Linked DNA regions of Danio rerio: region 2 is linked to region 1. A link is a contact called in public Hi-C data. All regions are on one chromosome and are shown on one strand. Each heading gives the region's core, a stretch centred on a gene start, on an enhancer-like site or on the middle of the called end of the contact. The rest is flanking DNA. Distances are from core to core; before and after follow the strand shown.

What was found. A called contact is a pair of places that touch in the nucleus more often than the background predicts.
Region 2: a contact with region 1 is called in a Hi-C map of embryo, with 2.0 times the contacts expected there. The contact joins the promoter of nrcamb here to the enhancer-like site in region 1. A contact is called at or near these places in 3 of 18 Hi-C or Micro-C datasets (all in embryo).

The regions. Positions count from the first base shown.
Region 1 is chr25:193,003-199,648 of GRCz12tu, forward strand. It overlaps nrcamb (neuronal cell adhesion molecule b), which reads right to left. Exons shown (of 26, transcript XM_073942425.1): 12 at 6,473-6,639; 13 at 5,564-5,711; 14 at 5,282-5,406; 15 at 4,433-4,534; 16 at 4,065-4,262; 17 at 2,580-2,650; 18 at 2,278-2,503; 19 at 1,899-2,014; 20 at 1,517-1,721; 21 at 1,064-1,186. Among named protein-coding and RNA genes, the nearest start is that of cntn1a, 22 kb to the left of the region's middle. Within about 2 kb of position 1,384, at least 4 of the 62 cell types and tissues checked have an H3K27ac peak or open chromatin away from gene starts, as enhancers often do.
Region 2 is chr25:245,079-249,573 of GRCz12tu, forward strand. nrcamb (neuronal cell adhesion molecule b) reads right to left here and starts at 1,477. Exons shown (of 26, transcript XM_073942425.1): 1 at 1,383-1,477. It overlaps LOC101885865 (calcium-independent phospholipase A2-gamma), which reads right to left. Exons shown (of 10, transcript XM_073942442.1): 10 at 2,128-4,495.

The sequences.
Region 1 (6,646 bases), core at 134-2,633:
GGGGAAAACTGCAAGTTCAAAATGTCTTCTGTGTCCTCAAACAAGTGTGTATGTTTTTATATGACGTGGTAAAATTAAAAAAGGACATTTTAAATACATAAACAGCTTTATTAGTGCATAGCTGCTGAGCGCAACGAAATATAGGCAATATTTTATTACGTGCTGCTCTTATGTGCTGAAACACTGAACACTTTCCTTTACTTAAGATATAATAAGCAACATCTTTAAATAAAGGGAATCACCTATTAAGTGTCATAAAGCCTATAGAGGGAAAATAATCATGTTTCAGTTCTCTCCGGAGCATTTGGGATGAATGTTGGACAGATTCTGTCTAGAGGATGTTATAAAAAACATTTTATATCGAGTTATTAACGGAGAATTTTATATATGTGGTGTTATATTATGGATGTGTGCGCTCCCTGCGCTCCGGGTCCCTCCGTTGGTGGCAAGACCACTGGATTTCGATGCCAGTCGGTCGGCGAGTAAATGAATATGATCAATGAAAACACACAGGCATGTGCGTATAGACATGCGTTGTACTGCTGTACAGTAACGTGTCATTTGTTTGTTTTGGTTGTCCTAATTTTAATAGTTTCGTGATGATGTGATGGTGTGCTTTATCTGCATGATTCTCGCTGAAGTGGGCGGTTTGAGTGACGTTCGATTCGGGGGATGTTCTGGGGGCGGGGTTTGCGTGACGCGCTGCGAGCTACTAGCCCCACAGTGGAAACGCGACATGATTTCGGCCTCACTGCTCAACCTCCCGGGCGATTGGCCCGGCCTGGCCCGATATAAGCCCTGGCTCGCACTGGCCTGATAGTGGAAATGCGGCTATTGTGTAAAGTATGTGGCTGAGAAACAGCTGTCAGCTTCTTTGTTTTGGTTGTTTTGGTTGTTTTGGTGGGGTGAGTGGACATTTCAGCAGGGCAGGTGAATCTCCAGCAGTCAGGCAGTAGAAAAGCCTCAGTGTTGAACCCTGAATGAGCTCAGCGTGATGTACAGCATGCTGCTTCAGTTCCTGCTGTGAGCGCACCTCATGAGTGTGTGTGTGTGTGTGTCTCACCGGCGTGGTAGCGGAGTGTGTATCCAGTCAGTCTGCCGTTCCTTTGGTGTGGTGGACTCCATTCCAGCAGCACTGACTCGGGATCAGCTGCAGACACACGCAGGGATGCCGGCGCTCCAGGAACTATAGAACACAGACACACTAATGAGCCGCAGACGAGTGTGTTAGCGTGTGCTGGTGAGTGTGTGAGGTGTTAGCATGTGCTTGTGTTGTCACAAATGGGAGTGAAGCCATGCAACTGATGCGGGTAGGTCACATGATCTCATTCACACATGTATATATGGGCTAGCAGCACAAGATGGCGCCAGTGAGCTTCCGAGTGTCTCGTATCTCCCTCTGGGGTCTGGAAGTGGTGTGTGTTGCTGGCGGGTCCTCTCCGCGTCCGCTCAGCGCAGTGATGTGGTGTTAGCGGTGTGTGTGGTGTTATCATGTGTGTGTTAGCATGTCTCATACCTCCCTCCGGGGTCTGGAAGCGGTGTGTGTTGCTGGCGGGGCCCTCTCCGCGTCCGCTCAGCGCAGTGATGTGCAGGCTGTAGAGGCTGTAGGGCTGCAGGTCTGTCAGGCGTCCGCTGCTGCTGCCGGTGCTGAAGGTCTTGCTGCGCTGCTCTGCGTGGTGAGAGTTGTGGCGGTGCAGACTGCGCTCGCGCCGGTAATGAACCTGCACACACACACACACACACACACATCAGAACACACTCACTAGCGTGCAGCACTGTGAGCTATCATCACTAATGTCCCCTATAGAGTGTGTGTAGAGCTGCTGTGGTGTGTGTGTGTGTGTCCTGCTGTGATGGAGCAGGAGAACATCTGAAAGTGTGTGTGTGTGTGAGCGTACCCTGTATCCCTGCAGGCGTCCGCGCACCGAGCGCTGGGGGACGTGTGTCCAGCTCACCTCCGCCTCAGTACTGTTCAGAACCAGCACCTGCACCGCTTCTGGAGCTGCAGAGGGAACTGACAGGTGCATTGTGGGAGTTAAACAGCTTCACAACATGCGGGATGACCATGAGTATAACTGTGAGCATACATATATCAGTGTCCACACACACACACACACACACACACACACACACACACACACACAGACAGAGGAGCACTAATGATCAGAGTGTGTGTGTGTGTGTGTGTTGTGTATGTGTGTGTGTGTGTGTTGTGTATTCTCTGTAGTGTCCAGCAGGGGTCACACACAGCTGTTCCATCACTCATTCATCACTCACAGTCCTCTCCAGAGTGGCCAATCACAGCGCTGGGTTTGGGGGCGTGGCCGTAGTCGTTGATCGCCTGCACCTTCAGCTCGTACGGCACAAACGTGGGCGTTCCCGAAACCACGAACCGGGAGACGTTCGCCACGGTGACGAACGACCAATCCTGCTCCACTTCCTGCTGCCGCCACATCACCTTATACTGCAGACCCGGACCATTGGCCTGCAGAGGGGTCAGCGGCTGCACACACACACATATACATGAGCACACACAAACACAGACACGCACACACACACACACATGAACTCTCACTCACCTTCCATGTTATGACCAGATTATTGTGCTCTGTGCCGTGACCTTTGACCTCACTGGGGTTCTCATCTGGAGCTGCAGAGAAACAAAGTAGCAGGTCAGTGTGTGTGTGTGTGTGTGTGTCTGTGTTAATAAGTGTGTGAATATGAGTGGGTGTGTGTGTTTGTGTGTATATAAGTGTGTTTATATGAGAGTGTGTGTATTTGTGTATCTGAGTGTGTGTTTATGTGTGTGTGTGTGTTAATAAGTGTGTGTATTTGAGTGTGTGCTTGTGTGTTTATATTAGTGTGTGTTCATGTGTGTGAATAAGTGTATGTGTGTTAATGTGTGTGAGTGTTAATATGTGTGTGTGTGTGTGTATGTTAATGAGTGTGTGAATTTGAGTGTGTTTCTATGAGTGTGTGTTTGTGCATATTTTGGTGTGTGTTTATATTAGTTTGTGTGTTAATGAGTGTGTATATATTTGAGTGCGTGTTTGTGTGTTTATATAAGTTTGTGCTTATGTGTGTTAATGTGTGTGTGTGTATATATGGGTGTTAATAAGTCTGTGTGTGTATTAATAAGTGTGTGTGTGTGTATGTTAATGGGAGTGTGTATATAAGTGTGTGTGTATATGAGTGTGTGTTCATATTAGTGTGTTTGTGCATATTTTAGTGTGTGTTTATATTAGTGTGTTAATGAGTGTGTATATTTTAATGCGTGTTTATGTGTTTATATTAGTGTGCATTTATGTGTTAATAAGTTTGTGTGTGTGTATGTGTTAATACATGTGTGTGTGTTAATATGTGTGTGTTAATAAGTGTGTGTGTGAGTTAATATGTGCGTGTTAGTTTTAATTAGTGTGTGTGTGTGTGTGTGTTAATAAGTGTGTGTGTGTTAATATGTGTGTGTTAATAAGTGTGTGTGTGAGTTAATATGTGCATGTTAGTTTTAATTAGTGTGTGTGTGTGTGTGTGTTAATAAGTGTGTGTGTGTGTGTGTATGTGTTAATAAGTGTGTGTGTGTGTTAATATGTGTGTTAATAAGTGTGTGTGTGTGTGTGTTAATATGTGCGTGTTAGTGTTAATTAGTGTGTGTGTGTGTGTTAATAAGTGTGTGTGTGTGTGTGTGTGTATGTGTTAATAAGTGTGTGTGTGTTAATATGTATGTGTTAATAAGTGTGTGTGTGTGTGTGTTAATATGTGTGTGTTAATATGTGCGTGTTAGTGTTAATTAGTGTGTGTGTGTGTGTTAATGAGTGAGTGTGTGTGTGTGTTTATATATGTGTGTTAATGACTGTGTGTATATGAGTGTGTGTTTGTGCATGTTTGAGTGTGTTAATGTGTGTGTATATTTGAGTGCATGTTTGTGTGTTTATATAAGTGTGCATTTATGTGTGTTAAAAAGTGTGTGTGTGTGTGTATTTGTATAAGTATGCGTGTTAATGAATGTGTGTATATGTGTGTTAATGCTTGAGTTTATATGCGTGTGTGTGTGTGTGTGTGTGTACCTGCGGGGCTGGTCCTGTACTGGCGTGAGGCTCTGCTGGGTCGGCTGTATCCCACATCATTGAGCGCCAGCACCCTGAAGCTGTAGTGCACATACGGGGAGAGCTTCAGGTGAGCCGTCGTCCTTGAACCCGGAACCTCCGTCAGATTCAGCCAGACACCGCTCTGATGGAGAGCGTCCTCATACTGGATCAGGAACTCTGACACACACACACACACACACACACACACACACACACACACACACACACACACACACACACATTTATTGAGCACATCTCACACAACCAGCATCTCATTAACACCATCTAAAATGTACTCTTGTGTTCGTTTGTGTGTGTGTGTGTGTGTGTGTGTGTGTGTGTCATACTCTTGGTTGGGCTGTTGTGTTCGTCTCCAGGTGTCCAGGTGAGCTGAACGCTCCTCGCTCCCGGGTCTGTGAGCTCCAGATCAGTGGGAGCGTCCGGCTGTTCTGAAGAGTCAAATACACGAATCAACCAGTTCAAATGAGTCACATGAGCAGAAGAACATGAGGAACACATGCTGCAGTGATTCATGCATGAGTCTGAACAACTGAACCACATCCAGAACCACAAGAGATTCAATTCACCACTGAATCCCTGATTCACTGAAACACAGCTCTTCAAGACTGTGAATCAACTGAATCAAATGACTCACTGATGTAACAACAAAGTAAACAACTGAACACACATGCACAAACACACCGGTGCAAGTGTTCGCTCCATGCAGAGTCTAGAACATTCAGTTACAAATGATTCAGTGTGAGGAGTCACTGAGGAAACAGCTTAATGAAGCCTCGATTACTGGAATCACATGACTCTGAGAGTGATTCATCATCTGAATCTTCTGCTTCAACACAAACGACTCCTAAAGATTCAAATCCTGAGAGGATCTTAAATAAAAACCAACTCAAAATAAGAGATGCGCAGTCAAACACACACACACACACACACACACACACACACACACACACACACACACACACACACACACACAACGTCATGCCCAGCGCATCACGGGACGCGAGTGTTTACCGTAGATCAGGGTGGGGGTGGGCGTAGCCTCTGAGGGCGTGTCAGAGGAGTGGGCGGAGTCAAAGGAACAGTGTGAGGTTAATTCTGCAGAGCTCAGTGTGAATGCAGAGTTAAACACACACACACACACACACACACACACACACACACACACACACACTCACCGACCACCGTGAGCTGAGCGCTGGCTGAGTCCTGGTCCAGTGTTGTGTTCACCATACACGTGTACACACCCGCGTCACTCTCCGACACGTCTGAGATAGTCAAACTGTCTGCTTCCACACGAAACCTGAACACACACACACACACACACACACACACACCATCACCCCCATTGCAGACCTGACACATCTGTTCTCAATGCATAATGGAGATGAAAAGAACTGCATGTATACTGCGTGTGTGTGTGTGTGCGTGTGTGTTTGTGTGTGTGTGTGTATCCTCACCGCTCGTCATACGGCAGCTCTCCGTTGTCTCTCCTCCAGCTGACGGTGGGCACCAGTGACGGGTCGTGCTTCACTTTACACTCAAACAGCACATCTGCGTTCCTCTGCACCACACGGTACTCTGGGGGACGCAGGATACGGGTGGGCTCTGACACACACACACAACACTGTTAGAACACACACATATACATATGAACACACACACACGCGCACACACACACACACACACACACTGTGCACACTCAGCAGCTCTGCTTCCTCCTCTGAGAGACTCTTAATGATGTCTGAACAGTTGAACACACACTGGATAATGCCTGCAGACTCTGATCAGGTGCATTATGGGATAGCGGAGCCATCCAGACTCAGACTAATGTGCACTCTAGCAGAACATCCTGAACACGCAATAAAGTGCACTCGCTATACAACACCCCGCAGAGCAGACACAGCCCGTATAGCAGAGTGTGTGACAACACAGCGGCGAGCTCATCTGCAGCACAGAAATCTAATCAATTACATTATCAGCACGGTGGCGCAGTGGGCAGCACGATCACCTCACAGCACTCAGGTCTCAGGTTCGAGCCTCAGCTGGGTCAGTCAGTGTTTCTGTGTGGAGTTTGCATGTTCTCCCCGTGATGTTGATCAGTTCCCCTATAGCGCATGTGTTTGGACTGTGGGAGAAACCGGAGCACCCGGAGGAAACCCACGCCAACACAGGGAGAACATGCAAACTCCACACAGAAACACCAACTGACCCAGCCGAGACTCAAACCAGTGACCTGAGTGCTGTGAGGTGATCGTGCACCCCACTGCGCCACCGTGCCGCCCCTTGTGTCATTCAAAGCATTACTGTTGTGATGTGCTGTTTCCAGCGTCTGCCCGTGTTCTGAGCGGTGGGCGTGGCTCTCTGACCTTTGACCTCCAGGTAGACGTGGTTCTCGGAGATGCCCAGGTTGTTGCGGGCGACGCAGGTGTATTTCCCGCTGTTGGAGCCCTGAGAGACGGGGATCTCCAGCGCACCGCTATCATGGAACACATACGGGTCTCCATCCAGCATACTGGAGCGGCTGTCCTTAAACCTGACAC
Region 2 (4,495 bases), core at 227-2,726, 52 kb after region 1:
CTGCTATTGAGGCGCTGCGGCTGCAGACAATAGAGACTCTCTCATTAGCATTGCATTAATTGGGGATGTGAGCCAGTACTGGAATGCAGAGTGTCTGAGTGTGTGTGTGTGTGTGTGTGTGTGTGTGTGAAAGAGAGAGTGAGTGTGTATGTGAGAGAGAAAGATAGAGAGTCTGTGCATCTTTACTGTGTGTAAGAGAGATATTGTGTGTGTGTGTGTGTGTGTGTGTGTGTGTGTGTGTGTGTGTGTGTGTGTATTTGTGTGAGGGAGAGTGTGTGTGTCCAGAAGTTAGCTAAACATGACCCCGTACGCACCCTTGAAAATAGCCGTGTTATGTGATTAAACAAGACGTTCTTAAGCTAACATCAAATTTTATGAATAAAATATTGATTTATCATAATTAATATTTCTAATATTTGTTATTTTAATAATTCAACAATTCATAATTAATAATTCATAAAAATAAAATTATAAAATATAAATAATGTGTCATTCAGAGTGACAGAAATGTTTATAATCAGAATGAAACAACACTTATAATGCAGTCAGAATATAAGTGAAGACACTAAACATGATCTGCTTGAAGATATAAACATCAGAATGGTTGTCAAATACCTAAAACCAGTGAATTAAAGGATAATGGCAAAGATTACTCAGATGACAATTAAAGGGCATTTTAGAGCCCAAATATTAATATATATACAAAATAATATACAATAGTCAACTTCATAAACGAGAGATATTATAAGGCTACACACACACACACAAACACACACACACACACACACACACACACACACACACACACACTTGATAATACTGTAGCTGTTGATTTTAAGCTGATAAACAAAGGCAGACTCGTGTCCTCATTCAGCAACACTGCTTTACATTAAACCTGAAGCTCATTATTAATCTGCCGCAAATAAAAATAAGCGGATTTAATCTGAATTCAACCGCGCGCGCGCCCGAGCTGCACCTGCGCGCGTCACCTGAACACAACATCACAACAACTCCAACATCTCCAGCATAAACAGAACAAAACACACACATTATGACAGATATCACACTCATGACAGTCGGACAGTGCTTGACAGGTGAACGCGATTCATAAACGACACAAGCCGAGGCAGAAATGAGCGCGAAAATCAGCTATAAGCGCGTCCTGCATGAGGGAATATCACACACCTCAGAGAATATCACGTGTCATAACTGAGCTCAGACATGATCATATCTGTCAGAACTGCCTCTGAGAATATCACATCTGACATAACGAGGATCTGATAACTGATATGTGGACACCCGAGTTCTGTTACCGAGAGCGTCACAAACTCCCGGATCCCGCAAATACAGCCGGGATATGAGCACAAACAGCGGCCACTGACCTGAGGAGAGGCGCCGTGTCTCCGCTGCAGCTATTGCTTCTGCTCCGGTGTCCGGTGCCGCGTCTGTCTCTGTCCCGCACCGCCACTGACTGACTGACTGACTCCCGCGCGCATCTCCGGTAAATATCCGCCGCCCTCAGGAACGCGCAGCCTCTCTGTCTGGCACGCGCAGGCTCTCTCTCGGCCACGCGCAGCGCTGAAGCGGCACCTGCAGTGGTAAACAGTGACGGACGATAACCAAACTAATCAAAGATTCAAGGGAAATATTTGTCATTTAGTTTAGAGATCTTAAATAAATAAATAAATAAAAACAACATTACTCAGGAAATGGGTTATTGATAAACAGATGTGTTTGCTTATACAGCACTTTGGTAAACAGTTGTTGTTTTTAAAAAGCTCTTTATAAATAAACATTGGCTTCAGTTGACATTGACTTGTCTTTATAAAGTGGCTTTGACATAATCAATATTCAATAAAATACTATACAAATAAAAGTGTATGAACTCTTTTCACAGGTTTCTCAGTAAGGAAAGTGGTCATATGTGATTAATCATATAGTCATGATAATCCTATTAGCTGAAATAATAACAGAAACACTCCATGATGGTGTCATCAAGACTTTCAGAAGAAGGAAAGAAACAGTGAGAGACTGATAACCGGAGACAGAAGAGAGAATCATGTCAGGTGTACTGTCATATACCCACTTTCACACATAATCCCATTAAATACAGAGAAAATTTACAGAAACACTTTATTAGCGACTTTATTTCGACAGTATTTTCAATAAGGGGCTGTTCACACATCATCTTTTTTTCTGTAAATTTGCCTGTAATTATCTGTAAAAGTATCAGTGAAAGTGCAGTGTTGGTGATGTGTCAGTATATGATCATATTTACCCAGCAAAACAACAAAAAAACATTGCTGGAACATTCTTATTTGATTCCCTCCCCAAAATATCCCCACACACAAACTAAATACAAACACTGGAGGAACGCTGTGGGTTTTCTGAGTACAGTAATGCAAAGTAGCTAATAATTACCCATAAAACATCTTATTTTATCCCTCCTCAAATAATTATGCTTTATAGAGCTGTGTGAATGAGCATTTGTATGTGAATGTGTGTGTGTGCATTGTTGCAGTGATATATGAGTTCACCCTGCGGAAATCTCTCATTTAAGTTCTTATTTTCTATTGCAAGCTTTACAGTATCATATTTGTGCATATACAATAGATTAGTCAGTACTGAAGATAAATCTGGAGCTGATCTAACAAAACAACTAATGATAACGGTCCAAAATCTAGCAGCCCAATATTATGTTATGGAAAACTATTAAAGATATTTAAAAAAAAATAGCAAAAACCAAGAGAAACAAAAATATCTACAATTTAATTGAAATGTTGCAGTTTGTAATATTTTGCATGAATTTAAATGTATTTATTTCCATTTTCATTATGTCTGGTTAATAAATCTGTTTTGTTTAACTGCACCAAAATACTGTACATGACTCCTATTCACTGATAAATAAAGGAAAACATTCATTTTTAAAATGGGCTGCACTCGGTTATGCTGAGCACTGTGTGTGTGTGTGTGTGTGTGTGTGTGTGTGTATGTTTACTTATGTGCTTTAAATTTAGAAACTTAAAAAAAGTACTTTGAAAAAGAAAATGTACAGTAACATGCTGAAAACTGCCTACACGCTACAGAATGGAGAAGATGATAAACCTGAAAATATACATTAACCTGTAAAAAACAATGTGCTTCTGTAAAAACATCCATTTTATAAGAGAGAAGAGCAGATAACAGCAGACACAGCTCTTCTCCACAGTCAGCCCGATCTCCATCAGGCCCTTGGGCTCCTGCTCATTACCGACAGCAGGGCAGCATGGGATACGTGTGTGTGTGTGTCTGTCTCTGCAGTGACTGGTGTGTGTGTGTGTTGCTGATGGAAAGCAGAATGCTGACACACACACATTACCATGATCAGTTCATCCTTCAGTCTCTGGACTGATACACAACTTGTTTATTATAAGTGTGTTTAAAGTGTGTGTGTGTGTGTGTGTGTGTGTGTGTGTGTGTGTGGCTGATGGAGAACAGAATGCTGACATAACATTATGATCAGTTTAGCCTCTATACTGACACACAACGGATGTTCCTTGTTTATTATGAGTGTTTAAAGTGTGTTAAAAGTTTGTGTGTGTGTGTGTGTGTTAACTGATAGACTGCACTCTCTCTGTCTCTCTACACTTGTTAAGGTCTCTGTTAATAAGTTTAGTATTGATGCAGAGCTGAAGATCCTCCATAATGTCAGATGAATGATGCTGCATTAATACTGTATGACCATCTGCCTGAAGCTGAAGAGTGCGTGAGTGTGTGTGTGTGTGAACATCTTCACCACAGTGTGTATGAGTGATAAACATATTCGTCCAGCTCAGTTCATGAGGTGTTCATAGTGTTTTACAGTAAAACTGTAGGAAAACAGCAGTCATGAACAACAACACCAAAATATCAGACCCCAGACTACACAAACACACACCACATTTTACTCTTTACATTTATAAATGATGTTTGACACTGATAATTGAGGAATACACTCACTGATGTGAGAGATAAAGTGGCAAATCTGAGGAAAAACACAGTTTATTAATCACAGAATTAAAAAGTGACGTGTTGTTAATATTTCAATAATGTCTGTGCTATAAATATGAGTGAACACATGCGTCATTCAAAATAAACTCCTGATAAAATCCTGAGAATATTAGAGAATACAAACTGTTCAGACATCTGCAGGACAACGAATGAGGAGGATAACACTGGTGTTTGCAAACTGCAGAGGTCAAAGGTCACAGGCAGCTTTATTAAATATCATAACCATCAGAAAACCCAAATCTAAGAGGAGGAAGGAGAGCAGATGGAGATTTACTGGTTTACTGCTGTAGATCTGTGTAACAGCACACATCAGCTCTGCTAATCCACTGATCTACAGCAGAAACATCAGCTCTGCAGCTGCTGGACATTAGCACTTCAGTCGTGTGTGTGTGTGTGTGTGTGTGTGTGTGTGTGTGTGTGTGTGTGTGTGTGTGTGCTCAAGTATACAGGTGTATGAGCTGCCTGT